Regions from separate parts of the Mus musculus genome. Here region 1 is linked to region 2. A link is a contact called in public promoter capture Hi-C data. All regions are on one chromosome and are shown on one strand. Each heading gives the region's core, a stretch centred on a gene start, on an enhancer-like site or on the middle of the called end of the contact. The rest is flanking DNA. Distances are from core to core; before and after follow the strand shown.

Region 1 (5,076 bases), core at 508-3,007, 2.7 Mb after region 2:
TTTCTGTTGTTAATGTTGATCCCCAGTATACAGAACTTAAATTTGTGCAATGAGCAAATTTATTTTTTGATTCCCTGTGTAGCCATGGCTGTCCTGAAGCTCACTCTGTAGACCAGGCTAGTCTCAAACTCACAGAGATCCACCCTCTTCTGCCTCCAGAGTGTTGAGATTAAGAGTGTATGCCACCACTGCTTGGCTGCAAATTCTCGTTTTAGTTATCTATAATTAGTGCTTTTTAAATGTCTTGTGTACTGGAGCGGTGGAGACAGGAGAGTGAACTGGAGACTTCTCCCTCCTCCTCCAACACCTTCAGAAGGCAGCTCTGGAGATGAAGTGCTTGCTGTGTGAACAAGAAGACCTGCATTCCATTCCCAGAATCTACTTCAAGGATGGGCAAAGGAATGCAAGGTTGTGATTCTTGTGCTGTCAAAGAAGATGAAGCAGAAAGGTCATCCTACACTACTTGGTGAGCTCCAGGCCAGCAAGAGACCCTGTCTCAATAAATATAAAAAAGTCTTGTAACATGAGACTTTGTAACATGTTGTAACAGCTCAACATGCTGACCAGTGATAAATTATTAACGATATAAAAATATCCTGCTAATTTTTCTTTTATTCTTTTGTTTTGTTTTCTTGTTTTGTTTTTTCGAGACAGGATCTTTCTGTGTAGCCCTGGCTGTCCTGGAACTCACTCTGTAGACCAGGCTGACCTTGAACTCAGAAATCTGCCTGCCTCTGCCTCCCAAGTACTGGGATTAAAGACGTGTGCCACCACTGCCCGGCATTTTTTCTTTTTCCCATGTAAATAAGGGCTACTTATTTATTTTTTTTCAACTGCAGATCAGCTGACAACTTCTTAAAGATTTGGTTCCTATGTCTAGCTAAGTGAAATTCTCAAGCGTCTTTGTCTACCCTTGCAAACATACACCAGTATTTCCCCACATTCATCCACATTTCTCAGAGAACTTCATTCCACTGTACGAAATCCCTCATCCTGGTAAACGGATGACGAATTTGATCTGAACACTGATGGTTTGATAAGACTGGAAGGATGTTCGTGAGCTGTATTTTCCGTTTTGAGAGCAGTCTTGCCATTTGGTAACAATGTTACAGTTCCTCCTTTCCTCATACCCAGATATTAAAGATATACAGCTTTGTTTCATGGAAGTTCTGATTGTCTCTCTTAGACATTTTGCTAAACTTCTTGTTTGGTGATGAGGATCAAACCCAGGGCCTCTAACTACTGAGCTCTTTAACCGCAGTCTTTCAAATTCTAAATACTTAGCATAAAGGGTTAGATATTTTTAGATAGATGTCTTTTTTTTTTTTTTTTTTTTTTTTTTTTTTTTACGGCTGCTTGCCTCTCTTGGTTTTGCTTGTGATCTTTTTGGTTACCAAGGAGATCGAGCCTGAGCCCCCAGTCGCTAGATCTTCCTAGAGACTAAGTGCGGGCGTCAATGGAAACCGCACCTCAAGTCACAGACCTAGGTCTCCTCCTAGAGCCCTAGCAGTTTGGGAGGGTCAGAGGCGGGCCTGGGTCCCAGAGGCTTTCTCTTGCCACCCAGCCGCGCGCGCCCTCGCACGCCCCGCCCCGTGAGAGGCCGCGTGACGGACCCGTGAGCCAGCCAATGGCAGGCGGCCCCGCCTCCCCACCCCCACCCCGCCCCCCGCTCAGTTTGCTGCCACGTGATACGGCTCGTCGCCAGCCAATCGCCGCGACCTCAATCTCGCGCTCCGCCCCGCGCGCCGTGGCCGTTTGAAGTGACTAATTTCTGTCATATGACTGAGGCGCCCATGGGGGTGGCGGGGTGGCGGTAGGAGCGGGGGGCCTCCTGCGAGCTCCCAGCCGAGCGACCCCAGTCTTGCGGCGGCCAGCATGGCCCCCACCCTGTTCCAGAAGCTCTTCAGCAAGCGGAGCGGATTAGGCGCGCCGGGACGAGACGCCCGCGACCCGGACTGCGCGTTCAGGTGAGGCGTCGCGGGCCCCCGAGGGGTCGCGGCCTCGGGCGGGGCGTGCGGTCCCCTGCCCTCTTCGCTAGGCTGTTTATGCCCCGCCCGCGCCACGCGCCGCGTCCCCAGCCCCAGCACGGCGGCCTCGGGAGGCTGTCGGTCCGCACGCTGCCCGGGCTGCGACCTCACCGCAGGCCTCCGGGGCCCGGCCGGGAGCTGCTGTCTCCCTGTGATCCGCAGCCCTCGGGTGGCTTTGTGCAGACTGTCGCGCGTTCGGCCAACCTGCGGAGCACTGAGGAGGCTGGAGGAGCGAGTGGGCAGGCTGGCGGTCTGTCAGGCTTCTTGGAAACTAAAATTGGAGCTGTGCAGTTCTCTTGCCGAGCGACCTTAGTGTTATCGAAGGAGAAATGCGAAACCGAAGTGGTTAGGGTTACTACTGACCAGACTCGAGGAGGACTTGCGGTAGAACTTACTGTCGAATTTTCTTTCCCTTCTTACACCTGTTACTGAAAAGGAGTTTCTTGCAAATGGAAAACGGTAGCTGTGTGTGTGTGTGTGTGTGTGTGTGTGTGTGTTTGTTTGTGATTGCATGCTTTGTTTCTTTCTGATTGCAGTACCTGTTGCTGGTACAGTAACTTTTTAGAATTGTCAGATATATAGAAGCTTAGCTCAATGGTTAAATTCAGCCGTGGAATTGTATTTGAAGAAGATATTGTTTTGTCTTCCATAATGCGCTATGGAAACTTTCGCATGTAACTAGGCCAAATGTCACATATCAGACAAACTTGGCTGTATGGCCGAGAACTCAGTTGTACAGTAATAGTAAAAGGGAAACAGTGTCAAATTTTGCAGCAAGCCCAAGTATCAGATGACTGCACTACATAAGTCTTAGAGGCTTTAATATTTTTCAAATTATCCACGCTGTCAATAATACAGATCCCATCAGGAAACAATGTGTGAGATTGAATATCAAATGGCAAGTAATTTAACTGATATTTAATGGGAGAAAAAGGTCAGTTACCGTTTTGGAAACAAGCTTAACAAAAGAATTTTCATGGCAGTGGCTTTTCTTCGTAATGGGAAGTAAATGTCTTGTGCCGTAGTCATCTGACAGTTGTTTTTCCTTTGAAAAGCGAAAGTGCAGATAACACCAGATAATACACCGGGACACCTAGGAAAACCAGAGACCCGGGAAGCAGCCTCTGGAGAGAGATTTAAAAGATAACATTTGAATAGACCACTGTTTCTATTTCTGTGCAGAGACTGACTTTGGGTAACCAAGATTACAAGAGTCTCAATTTGTTAATGTGACCAAAATCTACTTTTTGAGTAAGTGTTCTATATGGTTGTGTAAGACTTTACTGCTGCCAAAGAACTTTCCCATCAGTTATCTCATTTCACAGTAACCTTGTGAGATAGAGCAAGTAGCAATGTAGAGATGACTTTATAATCCTTTTTCCAGCGTGGAAGCCCAATACCTGCAGTTCATCGTGAAAACTTGCTTTGAAAACAAGATGTGTACAAGTGTAATGTGAGAAAATGAGAATTCTGGATCACATACCTAGTGACTTGAGATCTAATTAATCCAGCTTTTAAAATTTCCTTGATATATAATTAAAATACAATAAAAGATGAATACACGGGGAAGGTTACTGTCCCATGAGGGCTGACAGACAAACACAGTTTATACTCAGCACTCCACTGAACCTTCACAACCATTCGTTCTGTCAGCTTGTGCTCCCTCCTTTTCCACAGTCCTTAACCCCCTTTCACCCAAGAACAATTTGGTCTGCTTTCTTTTGTTATATTTTGGCTTTTTGAACATTTCATATAAATGTGATTTTATGACTTCCATAGCCACATGTCTGGCTTCTTTTTACCCACAATAATGTTTATTGAGATGTATCTACGATGTTGCCTTTTTAGTAGTTCCATTCATCTTTTAAGTAGGTGATTTATTGTACAGATATAGCATACCTTTTGTTTTTGCTCTTGGGCTCTCTCGCTCTCTCTCTCTCCCTCTCTCTCATGTGTATTTATTCTTTTGCGTGTGTGCACGCGTGTGCTCGCTGAATTTGATGTTACTTGGACTGACCTTCCATCTTACTTATTGAGTCAGGGTCTTGTAGTCAAACCCAGAGGTTCCTATGATTCTGATCTTGCTACCCAGCTTGCTCTGGCAAACCATCTTGCTTTGCCTTAATGGACCTGGACTGACAAGTGACAGGGAATGCCCTCCTGGCATTTCTGGATTTCTGGGGATCTGAACTCCCAGTCCTCACACTTGCTGGGCGAGCACTTTAACCATTTGGTCATCTGTCCAACTCACAATTTGTTTATTCACTCCTCAGATAAAAGATACTTGAGCAATTCTTCTGTGAATATTTGTGTATAGATCTTTAATTAGAAATAATTTTTGTTTCTTCTGGGTATAGATACTGAGCAGTAGAGCTGCTGGCTCATGTGCAGAGTTTTATTTAATTTTTTAAAAAGTTCCCAAACTTCTTCAAACATACTTGTTTTATAGTTGCAGTAGCAATATATTAAGGTTACTTTTATAACAGATCTCTTCAGTATTTTAGATTACCCTTTAAAAAGTTAATACATTTTTATTGTGATAAGAAACATAACTATCTTAACCAATTAGACATTTAATTTAAATGTTATTTCTTGCTCTCTCTCTCTCTCTCTCTCTCTCTCTCTCTCTCTCTCTGTGTGTGTGTGTGTGTGTGTGTGTGTAGGATGTGTGAGGGGCGTACATGAGCCACAGTGTATTTGTGAAGGTCCGAGGGCAACCCTGTGAATGAATTCAACCTTTCCATGAATTCTGGGAATGATCACTAAGCTTGTGTGGCAAGTACCTTTAACCTCTGAGCCATCTCACTAGCCCCTAATAATTTTTTTAGTCTTTATTTATAACTATTATGGGGTATATAGTAATATTGCATTGTTTTCATTTTTGCCTTAGGTGTTGGCCAAAATTTTTTTTTTTAATGTGACCGGAGTTTGGAGTGATTGAAATTGTATGTGTGTATGCAGTAGTCAGTTTGACTGACCAAAATTTATGTGTGTTTGTGCATGTGAGCATAAGTTCACATGCTAGTCAGCTTATATTGTTAAGTCACTT
Region 2 (5,385 bases), core at 549-3,048:
ATCTCTTACTATAAACTCAAGAAACAATTCAAGTTGAAAACCTGTCAGTGATTCTCAGCTTCTCTTGCCCTGCCCACATAGCTGCCTACCCACATTTTTAAGTCTTACAAAGAACATTCTTTGTAAAGAAAACAGTAGTCTTCTCTAAATACATTGTAACCAGCAATTTTAGTCACTGGCTATTTTCTACAACTTTAAATGGGCACAGTAAGTACTTTAGTATTATTCTCCCTGTCTTCTTCCCATAAAGCAAAGATTTGTAGGCTAATTTGTAAGTAGGCAGAAAATGAGTCTTTATTATATCAATTAAAATAAGCTTAGCAAATCACGCTGTAGGAAGGCGTCAGGAATCCTAGAAGAGATATCCAATTATAAGATATTCTCCCGCCAAATGATAAATTATAGTGCCAGATGTACTCTCTCTAGGGTTCAGAGAGTTGTGACTAACTTACATTCTAAATGAAGAGGAGGGCCCTAGAAACGAAGCCCTAGCCATCCATCTATTTGGTTCTTCCACAACTGAAAAACTAAACAGGAGGCCCAAGGACTGTCGTAGGAAGAAGATCCTTGAAGAAAGATCCCTGCAGAGATGAGCAAGTCCTAAAGGGATCTGTCAAAGACGGAGTCATTCATTCATCTCTGCAAATTAGTATTAATAAGCACTGACCCGCCACCCCCCTGCACTTCGAGCCTGCGGACCCGAGATGAACCCTGCCCTCCAGGACACAGGACTGAGGTGGCGCATTGCGTGATGACACCCAGACACTATGACCTCCATAAGGCAGTTCTGGGAACTGATTTCGTCTACGATTCTTGTTCACCTCTTGTTTATCTCAGACGTTGCATACTGCAGGTGCTTACTGTTTGCAGGCTGAACCTATAAATACACATGAAACTGTCCCACCAGCGTGGATCTGCAGGTGCATGTCCACCGCGGCTCCCGGGTCCAGGCCGTCATCCGCCACTCCCCGCGGTAGACCTGGCTGGGACTTGTCCCTGGCCCGAGCTGTGCCGCCCTCCCCGCCCCCGTGCGGCACTCACCGTTGGTGTAGGGAGACCCCGAGGCTGAGGCGGCTCCGTTCTGGGCCTGGAGGCTAGCTGCGGCACCGCGGGCAGCGGGGATCCGGGGCTGGGCCATGGCGCCCGGGGATCTCAGGGTAAGACGGAGCCGTCGGGGTCGACCGCAGCGCCCAGCCTAAGAGCTCCAACAGGAAAACCGAGGGCAGGGACCTGGAGGCCGGAGAAGCGGAACACGCGGGGTGGCACGTCAAAGTAGAGGCATGGCGTGTCCGTGTCTTCTGCCCGCCGGCGGCCACGACCTGGCCAGGGCGCGGAGAGGCTCCGGAGTCAGGCCGGCTGGGCTGGGAACGCCGGGCTCGGAGGCAGCAGCCGAACCCGGAGAGGAGGGAGGCCCTGGGCGGAGCCGCCGGCCGCGCAGGCACAGTGGGGACACGTGGCACTTCCGGTTCCGGCTGGAGGCTGCGGCCGTGCTCTCTGTCCCCGGGGAGCTGCCCCGAGGGCACCTGACAGTCCCGTGTCCGGGCCCGGAGGACCGTGCACGGACTCGCCTGCCACGTCACGGACTCCCGCCGCCCGCCGGAAGTAGCCTGTGTCACCACTGCGAAAATACCCGGCGTGGAGAACGTCACCTTGCTGACAGTCCCAGGGGTGGTGCGGATTTTTAGAATCGATTGGGTGGGACAGGAGAGACCCGGCTCCTCTTCCGGGATTCTCTGAGGATTACCTGAGACGACCGATGTCCTCGGCTACCGCTGGTGGCCCAGCCGATGCTATGCCAGCTGTAGAGTGCAAGAGAATTTTAAAAAGAGGTGTTCAATTACGTGTGTTTGTCAAAGTGTCATGGGCGGGACATGGCGGCAATCAGGAGGTCGAGGCAGAAGTGTTCTAAGTTCGAAGGCGGCCTAGTCAGGTCAGCCAGGGCTGGAGTGAAGATGCTGGGTCAAGGTTAAAATGTCTGATGACGTTAAGGAGGAAGCTCTTCTTTTCAACTGGAGGATTAAGATTAATTTTGACGTTAGCCTGTTGGTAGCATAGTCACTCCGAAGTACATCCACCACACATGGATCGGGAATCCATCCCTCTCCTATCCCAGTGTTGACAATGGAGTCCAATGTCCTAGGGAAGCCCTTAGTTTACACTGAGCTAGGCAACTTCTATAATAACAAGTATTTAGTTAATACTGAGGCTCCAAGCCGGGCGTGGTGGCGCACGCCTTTAGTCCCAGCTCTCAGGAGGCAGAGGCAGGCGAATTTTTGAGTTCGAGGCCAGCCTGGTCCACAGAGTGAGTTCCAGGACAATCAGGGCTAATCAGAGAAACCCTGTCCCGAAAAAAAAAAAAATACTGAGGCCCCGGACTAAATAACATTTAAAATGGTAATTGTAATGGTATCGTACTCCTATAGTTCTGGATACAGAAAAGTGAGGCAGGAAGATCTTGAATTCAAGACCAGCCTGGGCAATTTACCAGGACTCAGTTTCTTTAAAAGGGGTTAGATATGTAGGTCACTCATAAAGAGTTTCCCTAACCTTGTAGGAAGAAGCCCTGAGTTCAAAAGAATTAAAGGCAGTTTACATTATGAGAGTTTACATTAAGTCGAATAATTCAAATGTCCTTTCTGGGCAAGTAGCTTGTGGGTTGCTTTTATTTTTACCCCCAAACAGACTTTCTGACTTGTAAGACCAAAGAGAAGTAGAAACTGGTTGGTTATGCAACATACTTAGTGATATCAGTGTGATCTTTAGCTACTTTGGTTTTACCTGCTCCAAGCAGATGACAAAGTCCTTCACAGATGTGTGCTGCTGATTGAAACGTATTATGCCATGAGTTTCACAACCTCGGGCGAAAGTACATCTTACCAAACTCATTTACTATCTAATGCTGGCTACGAAGTATTACAGAAAAAGAGCACAATCTAAAACTACTGTCAGACCCAAGAAGCAAGCAGTAACCACATATACAAATTTACCCTAACCTTGATTTCATTAATAGTTACCTCAAAACCATACTAAAATATATTTGCTCTGAGTGGAATTAAACAATTAAAAAAAAAGATTGTTTTATTGTTTTAAAGTTTGTTTTCTGTATGTATGGGTACCTACATAGAAGTATTTACACGCTGGTCGATGGTGGCACACACCTTTAATCCCGGCATTTGAGAGGCAGAGACAGGTGGATTTCTGAGTTCGAGGCCAGCCTGGTCTACAGAGTGAGTTCCAGAACAGCCAGGGCTACACAGAGAAACCCTGTCTTGAAAAACCAAAAAAAAAAAGAAAGAAAAGAAAAGAAAAAAAAAGTATTTTACACCATGTGTATGCAGTGCCCACACAGAGGTCAGAAGGGGGCACTGCATCCCCCAGCACTGGAGTTGACAGTTGTGACCGCCATGATGTGAGTGATAGCAAAGGAACCCTAGTCCTCTGGGAGCACAGCCGGTGCTCTTCACTACCAGCCGTCTCTCCACGCCCCCACTCCTTATTACAAGATCCAGGTAGGCTTCTTTAGGATGAAGATGAAACTCTTTGGTTTGTTTTGCTTTGTGTTTTAGAGACAGTTTCTCATCTTGGTACTGCCTTGTAGACCAGGTTGGCCTCGAACTCATAGAGATCTACCTGCCTCTGCCTCCTGAGTGCTAGGATTAAAGGCACGCGCCACTACTCCTGGCTGAAGATGACTTTTAATCAAACTTTCACTTAAGAACATCTATGATGGGCTGGCGAGGTGGCTCAGCGGGTAAGAGCACTGACTGCTCTTCCGAAGGTCCTGAGTTCAAATCCCAGCAACCACATCGTGGCTCACAACCATCTGTAATGAGATCTGACGCCCTCTTCTGGAGTGTCTGAAGACAGCTACAGTGTACTTATATATAATAATAAATAAATCTTAAAAAAAAAAGAACATCTATGATAAAAATCCCAAACCACATACCTAAAAGCAGTAAAACAAAGCAATAACAACAAAAACCAGGGGGCTGGAGACATGGCTCAGTGATTATGAGCACTGACTGCTCTTCCAGAGGTCCTGAATTCAGTTCCCAGCAACCACATGGTGGCTCACAACCATCTTTAATGGGATCCAATGCCCTCTTCTGGTGTGTCTGAGGCAGCTACAGTGTACTCATATAAAATAAATCTTTCAAAACAAAACAACCCCCCCCAAAAAAACAACAAAAATCTAAGCCTCACTTTAAAGAGAAAATAGAGCTCAGAAACTGCCGAAGTTTTGTGAGGTCAGAAAAAAAAAAAATTGGTCTCTCTTCAAAGAGGTAAATGCTTAAGGCATAATTTCCAACTTCCCGTGGTTTAATCTCTTTATATTCAACCCCTTTGGAATTATCTTGGTTTGTTAACCTTGGCACAGTGGTTTGATTTGGTTAAATCAATCTTTCTTTGAACTTTGTCCCATTTAAGCAATATCTTTGTGCTCAGATTTTTAAAAGTAAATAACCTGATTGGTTAAATCAGTTAAATAGCTATAAATAGTTGACTAATAAGTAAACTATTTTGTTCCACTCCTAAATTTCTTTGTTGCTATTATTAACACCCAAACTATGGTTATGTTTCTGAATGTTTTACCTTCCAATTTGTCAACTTTAAGATCTTAAGGAGAGGCCAGGTAGTGCATACCTGTAACCCAGCACTTGGGAGTGAGAGGCAGGTAGATCCCTATGAGTTTGAGGCCAGCCTGGTCTACATATCTGGAACAGCTAGGGCTATGTAGAGAGCCTCTCTCTCCAACAACAACAAAAATTCATTCTGCTTGTGGTTCAAACAGAACAATTCAGTTATAGATATTTGAACAACAGTTTCATTCTCTGAAACTTCCTTGCTCCGATTTAGGAACAGTTCCTTTGCCCTCATTTGCCTGTGTTAGGACACCTGCTTGTATGTGACATTAGCTGTTGTGAAACACAACATAGGTTCGGCCATCGCACAGCAGGCCGGGGCGCTTCATTGCTCATGAGGGCTCCTTTATGGCACCCCTGTTCTCCTTACCCAGTGTGTTGAGCTTGCAGCACCCTGCACAAGAACTACTGGAATGTTTCTTCTGGATTCTTTCTCCCTAGTCCACCCTGTAAGTCCCCAGGTACAGACACTTCAGTACAGGTACTTCTGGCTCTCCAAAATGTATTGCCGTTCCTCCTGCCTGCTCAGTCAACTTAAAATTCCTCTCATCTCCTACTGAATAAAATCAGAAGCCCTGCCCACACTCTCAAAGCCCCTCATGACCCAGCTTTGCTGCCTCTGCCTACACAGACAGCTAAGGCAGTGGTTCTCAGCCTTCTTCCTAATGCTGAAACCCTTCAACACAGTTCTTCATGTTGTGATCACCCCAACCACAAACTCATGTTCGCTGCTACTTCATAA

The links. Promoter capture Hi-C pulls out the DNA fragments that hold promoters and counts their contacts.
Region 1: a contact with region 2 is called in a promoter capture Hi-C map of pre-B cells, with 4 times the contacts expected there. The contact joins the promoter of Fnip1 here to the promoter of Sec24a in region 2. A contact is called at or near these places in 2 of 39 promoter capture datasets (embryonic stem cells and pre-B cells).

Annotation. Positions count from the first base shown.
Region 1 is chr11:54,436,422-54,441,497 of GRCm38.p6, forward strand. It overlaps Fnip1 (folliculin interacting protein 1), which reads left to right and starts at 1,758. Exons shown (of 18, transcript NM_173753.4): 1 at 1,758-1,967. The coding sequence starts at 1,876. It overlaps LOC115487771 (a long non-coding RNA gene), which reads left to right and starts at 1,974. Exons shown (of 2, transcript XR_003949675.1): 1 at 1,974-2,486; 2 at 3,210-5,076.
Region 2 is chr11:51,755,036-51,760,420 of GRCm38.p6, forward strand. It overlaps Sec24a (Sec24 related gene family, member A (S. cerevisiae)), which reads right to left and starts at 1,799. Exons shown (of 23, transcript NM_175255.3): 1 at 1,042-1,799. The coding sequence starts at 1,138.